Regions from separate parts of the Mus musculus genome. Here regions 2, 3, 4 and 5 are each linked to region 1. Evidence: chromatin contacts called from public HiChIP or PLAC-seq and promoter capture Hi-C data. All regions are on one chromosome and are shown on one strand. The core of a region is the stretch at or near the end of the contact, and the rest is flanking DNA. Distances in the headings are between cores, read along the strand shown.

What was found. HiChIP or PLAC-seq counts read pairs in DNA pulled down with a chosen protein or histone mark. Capture Hi-C pulls out chosen DNA fragments and counts their contacts.
Region 2: an H3K4me3 HiChIP or PLAC-seq map of the 230-238 cell line shows a contact between it and region 1, with 11 read pairs. The contact joins the enhancer-like site here to the promoter of Mrpl15 in region 1. A contact is called at or near these places in 3 of 39 promoter capture datasets (the C10 cell line, the HPC-7 cell line and cranial neural crest), 2 of 484 Hi-C or Micro-C datasets (the C2C12 cell line and uterus), 8 of 115 datasets of contacts at active chromatin or transcription factors (the 230-238 cell line, the NIH/3T3 cell line, the SCID.adh cell line and 3 more) and 3 of 9 other capture datasets (adipose tissue, liver and pancreatic islet).
Region 3: an H3K27ac HiChIP or PLAC-seq map of embryonic stem cells shows a contact between it and region 1, with 5 times the contacts expected there. The contact joins the enhancer-like site here to the promoter of Mrpl15 in region 1. A contact is called at or near these places in 5 of 39 promoter capture datasets (the 3T3-L1 cell line, the C10 cell line, the HPC-7 cell line and 2 more), 2 of 115 datasets of contacts at active chromatin or transcription factors (embryonic stem cells and large pre-B cells) and 1 of 9 other capture datasets (embryonic stem cells).
Region 4: an H3K27ac HiChIP or PLAC-seq map of extraembryonic endoderm stem cells shows a contact between it and region 1, with 4 times the contacts expected there. The contact joins the enhancer-like site here to the promoter of Mrpl15 in region 1. A contact is called at or near these places in 1 of 15 datasets of contacts at CTCF or cohesin (the NIH/3T3 cell line), 3 of 484 Hi-C or Micro-C datasets (the G1E-ER4 cell line, long-term hematopoietic stem cells and uterus), 1 of 115 datasets of contacts at active chromatin or transcription factors (extraembryonic endoderm stem cells) and 1 of 9 other capture datasets (embryonic stem cells).
Region 5: a contact with region 1 is called in a promoter capture Hi-C map of liver. The contact joins the promoter of Sox17 here to the promoter of Mrpl15 in region 1. A contact is called at or near these places in 13 of 39 promoter capture datasets (the HPC-7 cell line, HPC-7-derived erythroid cells, cranial neural crest and 8 more), 8 of 484 Hi-C or Micro-C datasets (2-cell-like embryonic stem cells, LSK cells, embryonic stem cells and 4 more), 11 of 115 datasets of contacts at active chromatin or transcription factors (cardiomyocytes, embryonic stem cells, extraembryonic endoderm stem cells and 5 more) and 3 of 9 other capture datasets (adipose tissue, liver and pancreatic islet).

What each region holds. Positions count from the first base shown.
Region 1 is chr1:4,784,206-4,787,522 of GRCm38.p6, reverse strand. It overlaps Mrpl15 (mitochondrial ribosomal protein L15), which reads left to right and starts at 1,797. Exons shown (of 5, transcript NM_001177658.1): 1 at 1,797-1,950. The coding sequence starts at 1,846.
Region 2 is chr1:5,054,396-5,057,814 of GRCm38.p6, reverse strand. It overlaps a transcript of Rgs20 not described here. Among named protein-coding and RNA genes, the nearest start is that of Atp6v1h, 27 kb to the left of the region's middle. Within about 2 kb of position 2,049, at least 3 of the 459 cell types and tissues checked have an H3K27ac peak or open chromatin away from gene starts, as enhancers often do. A contact at or near this core is called in the 230-238 cell line, where this site is marked.
Region 3 is chr1:5,132,822-5,136,011 of GRCm38.p6, reverse strand. Atp6v1h (ATPase, H+ transporting, lysosomal V1 subunit H) reads right to left here. Exons shown (of 14, transcript NM_133826.5): 10 at 2,750-2,928; 11 at 75-200. Among named protein-coding and RNA genes, the nearest start is that of Atp6v1h, 51 kb to the right of the region's middle. Within about 2 kb of position 1,736, at least 9 of the 459 cell types and tissues checked have an H3K27ac peak or open chromatin away from gene starts, as enhancers often do. A contact at or near this core is called in embryonic stem cells and liver, where this site is marked.
Region 4 is chr1:4,420,489-4,423,707 of GRCm38.p6, reverse strand. No RefSeq gene overlaps it. Among named protein-coding and RNA genes, the nearest start is that of Rp1, 62 kb to the right of the region's middle. Within about 2 kb of position 1,322, at least 9 of the 459 cell types and tissues checked have an H3K27ac peak or open chromatin away from gene starts, as enhancers often do. A contact at or near this core is called in extraembryonic endoderm stem cells, where this site is marked.
Region 5 is chr1:4,495,921-4,499,294 of GRCm38.p6, reverse strand. It overlaps Sox17 (SRY (sex determining region Y)-box 17), which reads left to right and starts at 1,941. Exons shown (of 5, transcript NM_011441.5): 1 at 1,941-3,004; 2 at 3,353-3,374.

The sequences.
Region 1 (3,317 bases), core at 548-3,047:
TTGCATATGGGACAAACAGCATACAATTGGCTACAGACCATTTCCACTATGACTGATTAATATTAGTGACATCACATAAACCATACAATAAAGAAAATGTATCCTTACAAGAAATGCAACACAGTATTTTGGCTTTCCTCAATTTCATTGGCTTGCATAGATAAAAAGGGGACATGTGGGGAGCACTTCCAGAGTTAATGTTGGCTGAGTTCTTGCTTGTAATTAATCATGAATGAGTCTGCTAACATGCTTTTGCTTTTAGTTAAGACATGCATTATATCCTGCCAAGTTCCTCTGCTTTTACATATGTCCTTGAGAGACTGTCCAAGCCTGAAGGAAATGGCCTTAGTCAAACATGGATAGTGTGTACCATACACTTATCACATAAATGTTCATGTTCATTGTTTAACTTCCTGGAATTGGTCATGCTTTCTGTTGCTAGCCTTTAAAAGACACTGAGAAAGTAAACTTGCTGCTAGTGGTGGTATTGACCTGTAGCCCTCCCATATCTGTCTCTTCCATCTTCTTTTTGCCTTTCCTATAATCATCCTCATACCCCAAGTCGTGGTTTCCATGTTGAATGACCAGCAGGCTCTGGCCCCAGGCCCAAATCCATGGTTTTGAGTAGCTCACCCCGATATCTACCTTATGTGTAACCTGTTGGAACATGTGAAAGGGCTAGCTAGTCCTGCTGATCCAGAGCTGCAGGATCTCAGTGACCTAGGACAATAGCAGGATAACCGAATAGAGTCCCTGTGAGGATCCAATATTGGTGTAGCAGAAGCCAGAGACCTAGAACCAGACCAATGACTCATTGCAATGTACATTTGCAAGTAATAATGTATGGACAAAAGGGTATACTGTAGGACACACTGTGACACACGACAGCTTCACGATGAGGTTTCCTAAACTTTATTTTTATTTTGGGGGGGGGGGGGTTTGCAAGGGCAAAAAGGACGGAGGGATTGTGGATCTGGAGTGTATGATGTGAAATTCACAATGAATCAATAAAATAAAAATAAAGGTTTATTTGAGTTAGAAACAGCTGCTTATTAAATTGTCTCACCTTCACTATATAACTGATAGAGCTTGGTAGGAGCAATTCTCCAGCAAGACAGTGGAACGGAAAAAGAATATAAAAATGAACACATTGTTTTCTATATTACTTGTATTAAGACAAGTTTTAAAAATCATTTAATTTGGAGAGTTAAATATATGTTTGGCAGTTTAAGTTCATTAGCTTTGAATCCTATCTATACCATCTGCTGTGACAGCTGGGTCGATCTGATAGGCATAAAACCACACCTCGCTTCTAGCGTGGTTGTTTATATGAATCTAGTAAGGCTAACTTTAACTCAGTTTCTGGCATACCCCAGGAGCTAAGTATGCCCCACCCCCCATCGTTAACTGCAAGGCACGCTATTAGGTTGAACCTAATTAGACAATTAATTCTAGAGCCAGGCACTGTAACAGTTGAATTACCAGAGTCTCAAAGCTTGAACCTGTTCACATCATTTTGGATTACTTTTCGCTTCATGAGGCCCCACTTTTACCGTACAGCGTGTTCAGTCATTACAGGGCAGAAGAGAACAGTTTTCGTTCACAAAATGGTACCAAAGCCAGAGGATAAAGCATGATCTCACAAAAGTTGATGCAGTTCCCCGAAGTAAAAAGACATCAAGCCTGGAAGCTGGAAGACATAGCCTACCGACGCGGATGCGGTCGCTCTGCAGCACGACAGGGGCGGGGCAGTACGGCCGCTGCAGCGCGACAGGGGCCGGGCGGAGCCGTAAAGCAACGCGGAGTCTACGCCGCTTCCTGGGCGCCCTTGAAGCACCGCGGGTCATGGCTGGCACGGCGCGCGGCTGCGGGACCAGCCTGGACCTGCTGCGGTCCTTGCCGAGAGTGAGCCTGGCCAACCTGAAGCCCAGTCCTAACTCCAGAAAACGGGTAAACGCTTGGCGGCGGTGCGGGGAGTGCAGGGGCCGCGTCACTCTGGCGATGGACGCGTGCGGGCGCCTGGCTCCCTTCCGCGTGCGCCCAGTGTTAAGGATGCTAAGCAGGCGGAGGGTACACACTCGGGAACTGCAGACGATTCATCCAAAATTGCGTTTAAACTGAACTGCTTAGCAAGTGCCTATCGTCGTTATAAAAATCCCAGTGTTTTTTCTACATTCCAGCTGGCCAATGTGCAACCCAGGGTGCAACTAGAAAACTGTTGTGGGTCGGCTGCTCGGCTTTTACAGTAACTTAATATACGGCTTTTTTTTTAGGGGGGGGGGCGGTTGACAAAGTCAATTAAGGGAAAGATGTTACGGAGTTAGAGAACACCGAAAGACTACCCGACTCTATCCAGTTGTAATTAGCCAATTTTTTAATGTTATAGTGCAGCCAACCACAATTCCCCTTAGGCCCAGGTTAAAGGGGTAGAAGGTGGAGGGCTTTGAAAGGTCGCAATTACTTTATTTCTGGGGAACTTACAGCTACATGAGGAACTTTACCGAAGCAATTAATCATTTCACATCAGTTTTACAATTCTGTGGAGGGGGACAAGTTGCCAGGAGCTTATCTTTTAGGAATTTAGGAAATTAGAATGTGTCCCTAGCAAAAATTGGAGTTTTCCTTAGCCATATGTGATCTAATTACATATTTACGATTAATTTAAAAATAAAACATTTAATGTCACTCAAGCCTCGTTTTGGCTGTTTAGTTCTAGGATTTTCTTTTTCCGTTCCAGCTGCTTTTTCCTGAAGACTAAATTTAGGCCCTTAGCTTGTTTGTTCAAGCACACTATACCACTGAGCTGTAATCCCAAACCCTTTCCCGATGCCCTCTCACCGCCCCCCCCCCCCCCCCCCCCCAGGGTTTCTCTGTAGAGCCCTGGCTGTCCTGGAACTCACTTTTTAGACCAGGCTGGCCTCGGACTCAGAAATCCTCCTGTCCCTGCCTCTCGAGTGCTGGGATTAAAGGCATGCGCCACCACATCTGGTTCCCTTTCCCGATTTTTAAATGCTTTATTCAGAGACAGACTCTCAGAAAATTGGGGGTTGCTGGCCTTGCCCTTTTTTTGTAGCTTAGGCAGGCCTTGAACTTTGAATCCTCCTGCCTCAACCTAGCAGATAGCAATCACTACAGGGACCTAGCTTATTGTAGAGCTTGTTATTCCTGTTGGATCCCATCCCTTCCTTAGAACTTTGCCCTGTGTTTCACCTTGTATTTTGGTTACTAGGATCAGCTACATTCTGAGAGAACTATGTTGGTGGAGTATAAAGATGAGCACGCAGCTAGAGCAGGGCTTGGCACACGGTACTTTACCT
Region 2 (3,419 bases), core at 800-3,299, 270 kb before region 1:
ATGCAAATCAAAACAACCCTGAGATTCCACCCCACACCAGTCAGAATGGCCAAGATCAAAAATTCAGCTGACAGCAGATTTTGGGGAGGATGTGGAGAAAGAGAAACACTCCTCCATTGTTGGTGGGATTGCAAGCTCGTACAACCACTCTGGAAATCAGTCTGGCAGTTCCTCAGAAAATTAGACTTAGTACTACCAGAGGATCCTGCAATACCTCTCCTGACATATATCCAGAAGATGTTCCAACTGGTAAGAAGGACACATGCTCCACTATGTTCATAGCAGCCTTATTTATAATAGCCAGAAGCTGGAAAGTAACCTGATGTCCCTCAACAGAGGAATGGATACAGAAAATGTGGTACATTTACACAATGGAGGACTACTCAGCTACTAAAAACAATGAATTTATGAAGTTCCTAGGCAAATGGATGGACCTGGAGGGTATCATTCTGATTGAGGTAACCATTCACAAAACAACTCACATGATATGTACTCACTGATAAGTGGATATTATCCCAGAAACTTAGAATACCCAAGATACAAGATACAATTTGCAAAACACATGAAACTCAAGAAGAACAAAGACCAAAGTGTGGGCACTTTGCCCCTTCTTAGAATTGGGGACAAAACACCCATGGAAGGGGTTACAGAGACAAAGTTTGCAGCTGAGACAAAAGGATGGACCATCTATAGACTGTCACACTCGGGGATCTGTCCCATAATCAGCCTCCAAATGCTGACACCATTGCATATGCCAGCAAGATTTTGCTGAAAGAACCTTGATATAGTTGTCTCTTGTGAGACTATGCCGGTGCCTGGTAAATACAGAAGTGGATGCTCACAGTCAGCTATTGGATGGAACACAGGGCCCCCAATGGAGGAGCTAGAGAAAGTACCCAAAGAGCTAAAGTTTAAATTTACAGGAATTGCTAAAGGGGTCTGCAGCCCTATAGGTGGAACAACAATATGAACTAACCAGTACCCTGGAGCTCCTGTCTCTAGCTGCATATGTAGCAGAAGATGGCCTATTCGGCCATCATTGGGAAGAGGGACCCCTTGGTCTTGCAAACTTTATATGTCTCAGTACAGGGGAATGTCAGGGTCAAGAAGTGGGAGTGGTTGGGTAGGGGAGTGGGTGGGGGAGGGTATGGGGAACTTTTGGGATAGCATTTGAAATGTAAATGAAGAAAATACCTAATTTTTTAAAATTGGAAATAAAACAAAAGAAATAGAAATTAAATTTTAAAAAAATGAAATGAAGGGAAAGTGGTGGGTATAATTAGAAAGAGGTGAATGGTCTAGTAGGGGACATGCAGTGGCACATCTTGATTGTAGTGACTGGCCCACAAACCTAGGCATTTGATAAAACCTCACATACAAGTGCATGTAATACATGGGAAATCTGAGTGACCACTATGAATTGTGCCAATGATGCTGGCTTTGACACTGAACTGTAGTTCTGCAGTCTTCATAAAGGCTAAACTCAATGTCCACAATGAACTATTTTCTTTTTAGCAATTTCCTGTAAATTTAAACTGATTGCGGAATAAATGTTAAAGCACTGCACTAGCAGGTTAGATTGATGTTGCTGACATGCTAATTGCTCCCCTTTATTATCATGGCACTTCTGGTTGTTCCTTTCATTTGGATCCTTGCCCAGCTTCATTAAGTCAGTAGATTGAAGCTGTCAGACCAGGTTTAGACTTAAAAAACAAGTTTGGAAATACTGCTGGCTACATATGGGATGTTGAAAATCAGGTGAGTGGTGACATGAATCTGGGTTTTCTGAAAAATCTTTGCACTAAACTGATAGTTGCCAAAAGCAATTTAGAAAATAGACTGTGGCTGGGAACATGGGTTTGTGAGTAAAAGTACTTGATATAAAAGCATATACATAAAAGTGGAACATGGATCCATGTGCTTGTGACATCATCATTAGATGGCAGAGATAGGCAGATTCTAGGAACTCACTGGCCAGACAGCCTAGCTGAAACAGATGAGCTTCCTGTTCAGTGATAGACCTGTCTCAAGGGAATGAAGTCGAGAGTAATATCCTCCTCTGGCCTCCACATCACAGGTACCCACTCACTCATGGGCATTCATCACATGTATACTTACACAGCACAAACATATTCAACAGAAATAAAAGGAAAAAAGTCCTGCAGAAATGCAAAACTAATATCTATTCATCACAGATAAGAAACAAAGTAAAGTCATGATACCACTAAAGTCCAATCTGATGGACCAATGAGTTTATTGGGCTACTTACAGAATTATAGATGAAGGGTTACTTACAGAAGCAGAAATAACTTAAACACAGCAGCAGCAGCAAAAGTCCACTCCAGCATAAGTGACAACTCATGAGATCTGGACCCCCTCCAGATTACTGCAGGACTTTCAGACAGCTGAACAGGTTGGGGGGGGGGGATTTTAGGTATTTTCTACGACTTCTTTCTTCCAGAATCTTTTTTTTTTTTTAATTTAGTGTATGAGTGCTCTGCTGCATATACATCTGCAGGCCAGAAGAGGACATCAGATCCTTTTATGGATGGTTGTGAGCCAGCATGTGGTTTCTGGGAATTGAATTAGAGACCTCTGAAAGAGAAGCCAGTGGTCTTAGACACTGAGACATATCATAGGCCCTTCTTCCAGAATATTAAAGGGGGCTTCCTTTAGAACTTCCACGGTCCTTTTCTTTTCTCTTTTCTTTGCATTTTTTCTTTTTGCCTCCTCCTCCTTCTTTTCCTCCTCTTCCTTCTCCTACTTCTCCTCCTCCTCTTCCTCCTTCTCCTCCTCTTCTTCTTTTTGAAGGTCTTACTTCGGAGCCCAGAGTAGCCATGAACTCATTAAAAATCTGCCTATTTCTGCCTCCTTAGTACTATAATCAAAGGTGTGGGATAGCATTCCTGACCAAATGCCAAGATCTTAGAGCCTCAGAGAAAAATGCTAAACAACTGTGAAGTCAGCACTTAGTAGAGCTGGAGGCAGGAGTTCAAGACAAGCCTTAGCTACTGTGAGTCTCAAGGTTCTGTTTTAGTTACTGTGCCTATGAGATCCATAAAGCAAAAATATCTCTAACTTGCCCAAAGGCAAAACTTCCTGAAATGTTGGAGGCTACTGTTTTATGGGATATAATAAGCCATGTTTTCATTCTCCTATACAAGCTTTTCTAACTCAATGGTAAGGTTGTGCTAGGTCACATGTAGGCTGGAAGTACATAGGCAAGAACTGTGTTGGGATGTGTGCTTGTCCCTGATTGAACCTGATGGGAAATGCATGGTCTAATGGGGTTTCCTTTTTAAGCTTCTGCAAAACGTGACCTGTGGCCATTTTCTGGCAACCCAGGATTAAGCCCAGCCAGAGTTTATCATCCTATCAATATCTAATTAAAACTTGCTTCAAATTTGGCTCAAAATTGA
Region 3 (3,190 bases), core at 487-2,986, 350 kb before region 1:
AGCACCTAATAACAAAGCTAAATGTTAATGAAGATCTGTATAATTATAGAGCAGAACATGGGATCCTAACTTACTTCAAGAGTTCATAGTTCTTCTCATTCAACCTCACGGCATTTTCTCTCCAAAATTTCTCAGACTTGTGTACAGGGCTCCATTCCAATCTTCCAGATTTAAGTTCTGAACTGTATTCATCAAATGAGCTATAAAATTATTTTAAAATTCCAGTTATAAGAATCTAAGGGCTACTACAAAATTAAGCAAATTAAAATATGACTTAGTTACAAAGACTGAGTCTGGTCTTTATACACACTTAGAATCCCAGCACTCAAGAAGCAGAGGCAGGCAGACCTGTTAGTTCAAGGCCAACTTGATCTATGTACCCATTTCTAGGTCAGACAAGGCTACATAGTTAAGACCCTGTTTCAAAAAATAACAAGAATAACAACTACAATGACTCACTGCCCTCTAAATATTAACCACTACTATATAAACTTCAACAGTTTAATCACCAACAAATCATAGAAACTAAGGTCCAACATTGCCAAAGTTGAATGTTTGGTGTGAATATTAAAATCTTTACTTGCTACCAAAATCTTTATTCCCAATTAATATATGAATATGTATTCGTATATTTTAGAAAATAGACAATTTCTACCCTGAGAGTCATAGCAGTGTAATTTGCCAAGTCAGTAGATATATTATTGTAAATATATGTAAAAAGCAGATATCTTATTATATCACAAAACAGTATCACACATGTATTCATATAATACTAAGTATGACTATTAATATAAACATGACTTGTGGAAATAATCTTTCAAAATTAAAACAAAAATTCTATATGTTAACAAACTCAATACATTGTAATTCAAAACTCAGTAACTAAACTTGTATGTAACTTGGTTGTTTTTAAGTGTGGTTTATTTACTGTGGGTGGATTTGTCAACTTGATTTGAAGTTTCTGGTGTGAATGTTAAACGGCCCATTTAGTCTCATCTTTAACACTTGGTCCCTAGGTAGGGGTGCGGTCTGAGATGACTGTGGGATCTTTACAAGGTGGAGTCTTGGAAGAAGTAGGTTACTGAAGATGTACCTAGAGGCTTTTCAGATTCAAATTTCCTGTTCACTGTCTGCTTTCTGAATGCAGATGTAATGTGACCCACCAGACGCCTGTTGCTGCCTTCCCAAGTCGTTCTCATCATTGACTTTCTTATCCCTTGACAACTGTAAGCTAACATAAATAAATACTTTCTTCCTTAAATTGCTTTTGTCAGGGTATTTTATTACTTTATCACAGCAACAAGAAAGCAATGAAGACAAGGCACAAAGATGTGTGCATTTTTAAATGGCACTCATCCCTATGCTGGGTCCTGGACTGCATAAGGAGGAGAAAGTGACAGAAGCACAACCATTCATCCTTTCCTATTTCCTGACTGCAGATACAATATGATCAGCTGTCACAAGCTCCAGCCACCATAACCTCTACACCAGAAAAGAAGGCACACACTCTGGAACTGAGTTAAAATAAACAAACTTTTATCCTTTGTCAGGAAATTTTATTACAGGAATTGATTGACCAGCCTGACTCCAACTTAAGGATGGACCATTTTTGTTATAAGATTAGGTAAGTTCATTTCTTTGTACAGCAAAATTCAAGTTGACTGTGCTTTAGCCTGTTGCTGGAATCTGACATGACCCCCACCCTCTGGAGTTTGATTCATACCTTGAATGTACCCAGATGCTAAGATGTTCTGCCAAATCATTCTGCAATGTTCAGCCAAGCTCTGGTGTAACCAAAATCCCTCTGGAAATCTCCCAACCCCTGAAAATTCCCTAGCCTTGTAGTTTTTTAGACTATATAAAGCCTACTTTTCCTATGTTAAATGCTATTTTTTTTTTTCAAACCCTGCTTTAGGAAGTTAGCCATGTCTGACAGAAAATAAAGCTTGCTTAATTTGGCCAAAGATTTTGGGTAATGATCTTTACTCTCATTTGCTGGGATTAACACTACTGACATTCAGTGTGAGTAGCAGAATGAGAAAAATAGCTAATAGAGCCACTAAACAGACTGTATCAAGACATGCTTGGACTTACTTTCAAGTAAAATTTTAAAAGATGGAACCATTAATGTTGACAGACAATTCAGTTTAACCAGGATAGAGAGGGTACATTGACAAGAATATCCTGTTTGAATAGTTACTTAATGCAGACAAGTGAGTTTAAGTAAACTAGCATTTTTAAATAATCATATCCTAAGCCTAATAATGAAAACAGATATACATATGATATGATAAAATATACATATCACTCAACTAGTATTCTATAAAGAATGATAGGAATCTCTCCAAGTAAGAATAGCCAAATGCTCTAAGCTACAGTTAACAATGTAGAATGTTTCAGCAGAAAACAGAATTTGTAGGAAAATATGATTTTCATACTTTGTAATCAATTCAAAGTTTCTTTAAAAGTTATATAACCAACCACACACACCAATAGTGTCCAACCACTAAAGAGACTGAGGCAGAATCACTTCTGTCCAGGAGTTCAAGGTCAAACAAATCTCAAGAGATTTAGTATATGGCAATTTTAAAAAGCATGTTAATGCCAGGACAGGTGGTACACATCTTTAGCCCAGCAGAGGTGGCAGATCTCTGAGTTCCAAGTCTACACAGGGAGTTCCTGGGCAGCCAGGGCTACAGAATGAGCTATCACAAGTAATTATGTGACAATGATGAAGATGATAACACACCTAAGGTCCTGGACACTCTCACCAAGTTTTTCCAAAAGAAATTTGATGTCTTCACTGATATCTTCATCATCATACTTCTGCTGCTCCAAATTCTCCAACTGTTTCAGTACTTTGCATTGAATCATAGCCAGAGCATACTCTTGGCGAGTTTCTCTTTCCGTTGATTTTTCTAAGAAATTCTGAGTTAGACAAAGAGACATGAAGAAAGTACATGATATTTGCAAACATCCATACTTCTTTACACCTTTCTTTGAGTTTCCCATTTAACCAGTACTCCACTCTGGAAATCAATCTAGCGGTTCCTTAGAAAATTGGACATAGTACTACCGGAGGATCCAGCAATACCTCTTCTGGGCATATATCCAGAAGATGTCCCAACCGGTATGAAGGACACATGCTCCACTATGTTCATAGCAGCCTTATTTATAATAGCCAGAAGCT
Region 4 (3,219 bases), core at 73-2,572, 360 kb after region 1:
TGGAAACCTTTGCAGGCATCTCTGGATGGCAACAAACCGCCGATCAGTACAGGAACAGAAGACCCGGCTGGTTCCTTGGGTAGAGACTATGAAGGGTGTCCTATGTGATGGCTTCTGCTTTTCCAGAGAGGCAGTGTTTACACTAAGAAGGAAGAATTAAGTCAAGGGGAACAAAGGGAAACAAAGGGAAAAGTAGACTTCCAGTTTTGTTTCCTTTTAATGATTTCTTTATTAAATACAAAAATATTAGTATTCCAGACCTCACAAATTTTCCTTATAATTTCAGTAGGTTTTAAATTTTATCACAACAAATATAAGTGGGCCAGTGAGAATGATCAATCCATTAAGGTGTTTGCCACCATGTTTGATGATGTGAATTCAATTCCCAGAACTCACAGTGTAAAGAGAAGTGATTTCCTGCAGGTTGCACTCTAACTTTCACATGTATGCCATGGTATGTGTGTGTGTGGGCACACATACACGCAAATAAATAAGTAAAAACATTAAACATTTTAAACATAGTCATAGGGTACAGTGTGATAATTCTATCCTTTCCTCAAAGTTCCTTGTTTGTTCAGTAAAAACATAAAAATGCCTTCTGAACTGCGGTGCTGTCTATTTTTAAAGTAGAGTAAGCAATTGTAATTAAATTAAATTATCTTTTAAAATTAAATTATTACTTAAATTATAGTAAGGGCCCACATTTATCTGAAATAAAGCGTAATGCACTTTGTCCATCTTTAAGGGTGCGCATTCCTTCAACAGTTTTGTATTGTTAAAAAGTTTGAATGCAAAGTGTGTCTGAGATTCAAGGCAATTTTTTCACGAAGAATCTCTATAAAACAAGAAAGCAAGTTGTATGCTACTTTACAGAGTTCTACAGAGTATATATTTTCATTCTTCAAGGGAGGTATTTGGATATTGAAAGGAAAAAAGAAGGACTAAAGTCCATCAGGAAACATTACATCTGCAGTCCTATTCTGGCATCTAAGCTATGTGTAGGTGTGATGTAAATCCAAAGGGTTGGGAAGCCCTTACCCACACCCTGGCTATCTGCAGACTTACGGCCTTTGTCTCTGGCTCACTACCATCACTGCCTGTGGTTTTCGTTGCAGACACTCCTCATTCCTACAGTCCCTAATGTGGATTATCTTTAGTTTCACTACTCCCATCCACTTAGGGGTTGCTTGTGGGATTCTGACCCTGTCATACATCGCTAGGCCTCCCAGATTTTCCTTTACGCTGTGTTCAGAAGCCTCCCTGACCCCGTAACCCTTGCACTTTGCATTGCTGTACGATCAGCAGATGCAGACAATGCCAATGTTTGTAGCTGAAGCAATGACCGAACCCTATTGTAGCACAGCTTCTGTGGGCTCTGGGTCCCTGAGGACTGGTCACAAGGGAATCCTTTCTCTTGGGAAGTCCATACAGACACGATATCCCAGAGCTATCTGCTCAAAGTAAAGTTGAAACTGTATCATCTTGTATGTGCAAATAGGTGGGTGTCATACAATGTGTGAAATGTCCCCGAGGCATCTTTCCTGTCATGTTGATGTAATGCATTTGCTTTCTTTCTAGTGTCATGAACCTCCTTAGCAGCCACATTTTACTGGGCCACGGCTTTACATGTACTTCTTTTCTAGGCAAAAATACTTTTATTTTATTTTAATTTTTTAAAAGAACCTCCTTTCTGTTTTATTTTTTATTTTTATTTTTTTGGTTTATAATCCTCCCCATAATCGTAGCCAAAAGCAGTTATAAAATAACCATACCATAGGTTGAATGATGGGCTAAATGAAAAATGGATTTACCTTACTAACTATAATCTCAGGACATGGACAATATACAGAGCAGATATTTGCTAGAGTGTGCGATGTATGATCTTAGCTCAGTTGCACATAGATCACCATCCCTAACTGTGACTTCTTGTGAGCAGTCTTCCCTCTGACGTCAGCCCTGCCAGCCTCTGACTTCTGAAGCTCCACCACAGTCACCAAGCATTCTCTGTTTACAGCCTTCTAAGACTTTCCTTGCCAGCGTTTTCACACCATTGATAGCATTCTCTGTAAAACAGTTCCAAAGTCTTCTGAGCTTTGTCAGCTTCAATGACAGTGGTCACCATGCTCCTGATTGGAGTTTTATGAATTGATCACTTATTTCATTACTGCATCAGACATTTATTTCCAAAGTCCAAAGTAGGGGGAATCTTTATCTTGGTCCTTGTTCCCTGGATCAGGGTTTTCCTTTATCCTGTATTAGTTGCTTTTATAATTATTTGGTCAAGGTCTTTTGTCCATGTCTTTCATAGTTATGAATCTATAGCACAATACCCTTACCTTTGGAGAGTATGGTGTTCAGCTGTTCATCCTGTATTTGACATTTTGAGTTGTTTACAACATGAATGCAGATTTCCTCTGCTGGCTTCTGAAGGGAAACAGATGTTTCACTATCATGATGTACAGTATAGAAAAATTGCACTTCACTATGAAAAGGTAGCAGGATCCCTTTCCAGCCTTTCTGGAGGTGGGCTTAGCCAATAGAACAGCCAATGTCTTCTCTGCGGCCAGAGCAACCACTGCCTCTGCTACTGGACTGTTTTCCTCCCTCTTTTGCTATGGTTTCATTTGTAGACTCCCAGGGGCTGGGCCTAGGAGGTTTAAATTCTGCTCCTGCCTCTCCATCACCACAAGACCTCAGGTTTCTGGTCAGAACACTGTCTGTCTTGTAGGAGTTGCTTTTGGAACTATAGTCTCGAAGTGGTAAAAACCTCTGGTGAGGCTCCATCACTTGCGTGCAGACAGTCTTTTAAAGCTAGTTTTCAGTATGAGAAACATTTCTGAGATTTGCTCATGGTGGTGTTTGTGTGAATTATTGATCTTTCCTTGGTAGGTAATGATGCAAAGTCAGGTGTTTGCTTTTTTCATTCATTGGGGATTATCTGTATGTCTCACTGGGTTCTCCAGGGAGGTGTTTGAAAGTGGGATTGCCAAGTTCCATGACTTGTGATATAACGCTAGCTGTAATAAATATGCTCTGTATTGCTACCAAAACAGATAGTTATAATCCCAGCAACAGTGCATTTCTTTGCCTCAAAATGTAGAACTGTGTGTTTGCCTGTTTGTGAGTATAAAAGGATGCATATGAATTTAGTGTATATTTTCTCAGTGGCTATATGAGCAGAGTTCTTTGCGATGGATTAGTGTTCCCCACAAATGCACT
Region 5 (3,374 bases), core at 692-3,191, 290 kb after region 1:
TCTGTGTCCCAAGTGCTGCGAGTGAGAGGATGTGACAGCACTGACCAGCAGAAACCCAGATAGTCTAAATGATACTTTCTCTTTTTCATTGCTGTACTTCTGGTATCAAAAGTATCATGACCCAGTTAATAAGAACATTTCATTCTTTTCCAAGGATCCTTAATCCATCACTACTGACTCCTTTATTTAATCCTTGTAAATTCCAATTTGTCTCTCATTATTTGTAAACATGGCACAGAAATAAATTCATAATAAGGCCTGTTATTGTTTCCTGCTAGAAAAATGATATGGTCTAAGAACCTTTGTTATGTGGCGTTAAGTCACTGAGTCGCTGCTCTTTTTTCACCAAAAGAGGACTGCGGGCATAGCGACTTCAGTAACTTCCAGGGCAGTTGTGAGGGTCAGATGAGGTAGGGAAACTGCATTGTAAACATTACCATGCTTATGAAGAAATTAATTTCAAAGATAACTTTCCAAATGCCCTAAAGACAGACATTTACTTTTGCATCATATAGCTACTTGTAAAATTATGTATGTGCATCTTCAGCCTGGCTTTCTTCGATAAAAGCATTAAGATAGCCGTGGGATTTAAACACCCAGTAATGTTGTGATTTCAGATGCAATTTGAATTATTGAAGGAGACGTGGAGAGAATATTACTCTCCAGAAGTCCTGTGACCCAGACATATGAGCCTTTAAGGTCTATGGAGATGGTCCTTACTGTTTCCACTTAGGAGTAAGAAGACCCAAGGATTAATCTGGACATTCTATTATTCGTAAGTATGTAGTCAAGGCTGGAAAGCCCTGTGATCCAGGATTGAAAGGTGTAGTGAACGGAAGACCCTGTGTTGCTATGAACTTGTTGGCATGTTCACCAAATGGGTAGAGTACAACATTCAAGTAACCCAGCTGAAACCCCGGAAGGCTTCCTAACTCTTCCCTCTTGTTTTTAAGCTTTGGAAGCTAAATTAGGTTCAGGTTAGAAATCTGTTATGCTTGAAGCGCATACAGGAGGTAATGAGTGCTGTCAGGAGTGGCAAGTCCTATTTAACTTTGATCATTTCCATGATCACAGAGCACATACCTTGCCCTAACCAACAATCTGGCGCCATGCAGTTAATCCTGATAGGGGATCTTGGGAGCAGAGTTTTCTGGATGGAAAGGCACCTATTGCCTCTGCTACAAAACCAAAGCAAACTCAACGAAACAACTCAATGTGCTTGACCCACTGTGTAGTCATCATCACTTTCACAGTCCAGGAACGGAGTATTACAGGATCATAGACTGAGCTGGATATTAATAAATCAGAGAAGAAGACTAAGGATGCCACACTGGGCATCCTGGGAAGCAGTCCTACCCAGTTTGCTCTCTGGAGAGAGTGCAAGTGCTCTGCTCACAGTGACAGGCCAGACTGCAAGGCGAGGATTGCCTTTCTCCAAGGAAGCCCGTCTTCCCTAGGGTGTGGTACTACTAGGCTACAGCAGCCATCACCTTTATAAAAACCCAAGCCATATTTGAATTGTCTTTAAATTTCAAGGAAGAGGACAAAGAAATGTGAGCAAGGCTTCATTCCTAGCTCTCAGACTACCGTCCCAAGAGAACCTGAGGTTCCATGGAGCAGGAATAAAGAGGAGTCCTTACTTCGTCTGGGGAACACAGATGGGGTATGGGTTCTAAGAAACATTCCCGACCGGTTACTGAGCTGGGAAGTGGAGCGGGAGCAGTTTACTTCCTGCTTCGCCGCGGAAAAACTCAGCTAGGGCCGAGCGGGAAGGAGGACGTGGTCTCCGAGTCGCCAGCTGCTAGGGTGGGGTTTCGGGGCACGATTAGACAGAGATTCGGACAGTTACGTGAGACCCCGCCCACCCAGGATGCACGCTCCCAACGGTGTGCGGAATGAGCCCCCGAAGTTAATCTTGGGGTCAGACGTTCTCAGCTCTCACGGGAGAGGCTAGCAAAGCGAAGATTGCAGGGTCTGGCCTGAATGTTCTGGGCCACCGTGGGGGCCGGTGATCACTGTCTTTCTTGCCACTCTTTCCTCTCAAGTTCCCGAATTTCCATCTCCACCTCCGACCCACTGGGGACTGACCAGGGACTGGAAAGAGCGCGAAAGGTATAAAGGGGAGAAGAGACTGCGCCTTTTGGTGCCCGGGTGAAAGGTGCCAATCGACCGCATCGCTCTGCGTGGCCCTACCTGGGAGGTGCGGAGCCCGGGGCACGACGCTCGGTGTTCTCAGAGGCAGACTCTGAGGCACGTATTTTAGACCGTCCAGTGGTACTATTGTCTCTGTTATCTTAGAGTCCGCCGGGGGCTGTCTCCGTGATGACAGCCCACGCTCCCTTTTCCGCCCTCATGAACTTGCTCTCCACAGACCACGGATCTGCTTGAGTGCCCACGGATCCTGTGCAATTGGACTTGAATGTCCTTTAACAGGCCTTGGCCATCAGAACACCAAAACCATAAAACCTTCGAGAAATCAACCACTCACTCTGAGGCTCGCTGTAGAAGAGTGGCTTAGACTCTCCCACTTCGGAGTCCCAGTTGATCACCAACCCGCTTGCTACAGGCCCCAAATGGTTACGGGCACAGCTTCTAGTTACATTAGACGCTTCCTTGCCCCAGCCTTTCGAGCCTCAGGTCTGCTTTGGGGATGTGGCTTAGGCAGTAGCCACCTAGAAATCCTGCACTGTTTGAGTGTGATACCGCTGCGGACTACAGCAGACAGGCGTGCCAGGCTTCTAGTCCAGATACCCACCCCCACCCCAGTAAATCTCTAGTGTTGAGGGAAGCAAGGCTTGCAGGAAGCCGCTCCGGATGTTTGCTTCTTTACTTGTGGCATTTGTGGCTGGCTTTGATAACGTCGTGAGCTCGGCTTCCAACACCCATTTAGTGAAGAAACTGAAATATGGCCCACTCACACTGCTGGCGGGTCTGAAGTGCGGTTGGCCCCAACACTCCTCCCAAAGTATCTATCAAGAGAATGGTCAGCAGAAGTTAGATCTAGGTAAGAGGACGGGAAGGGGGACTAGTCTTGGGAAAGCGCCACATTTCCTGGTAGATTTGTTAAGTAAAGTGCTATCTAGGGACTCCAGGGGAGGCTGTTTTAAGGAACGGGGAAGAGCCCAAAAGTGGTCGCTTGGACTCCTACTGTGTTTGTGCTTTCCCTCAGAAAGATCAGTTGTTAATCTTCAGGGATGCTTGTAAATAACGCTGCCTCCCCATCCCCGGGCTTTCTTTCTAACCACTTTCTCAGTTCCTTTTATGGAGCTCGAACAGAACTAGGTACCCAGGTAAAATGGTGTAAATACATTTTCTAGACCTACACCTGAATTATATTTCTGTTGTCTCTTAGTTTTTAGAGAAATCAACCAAGA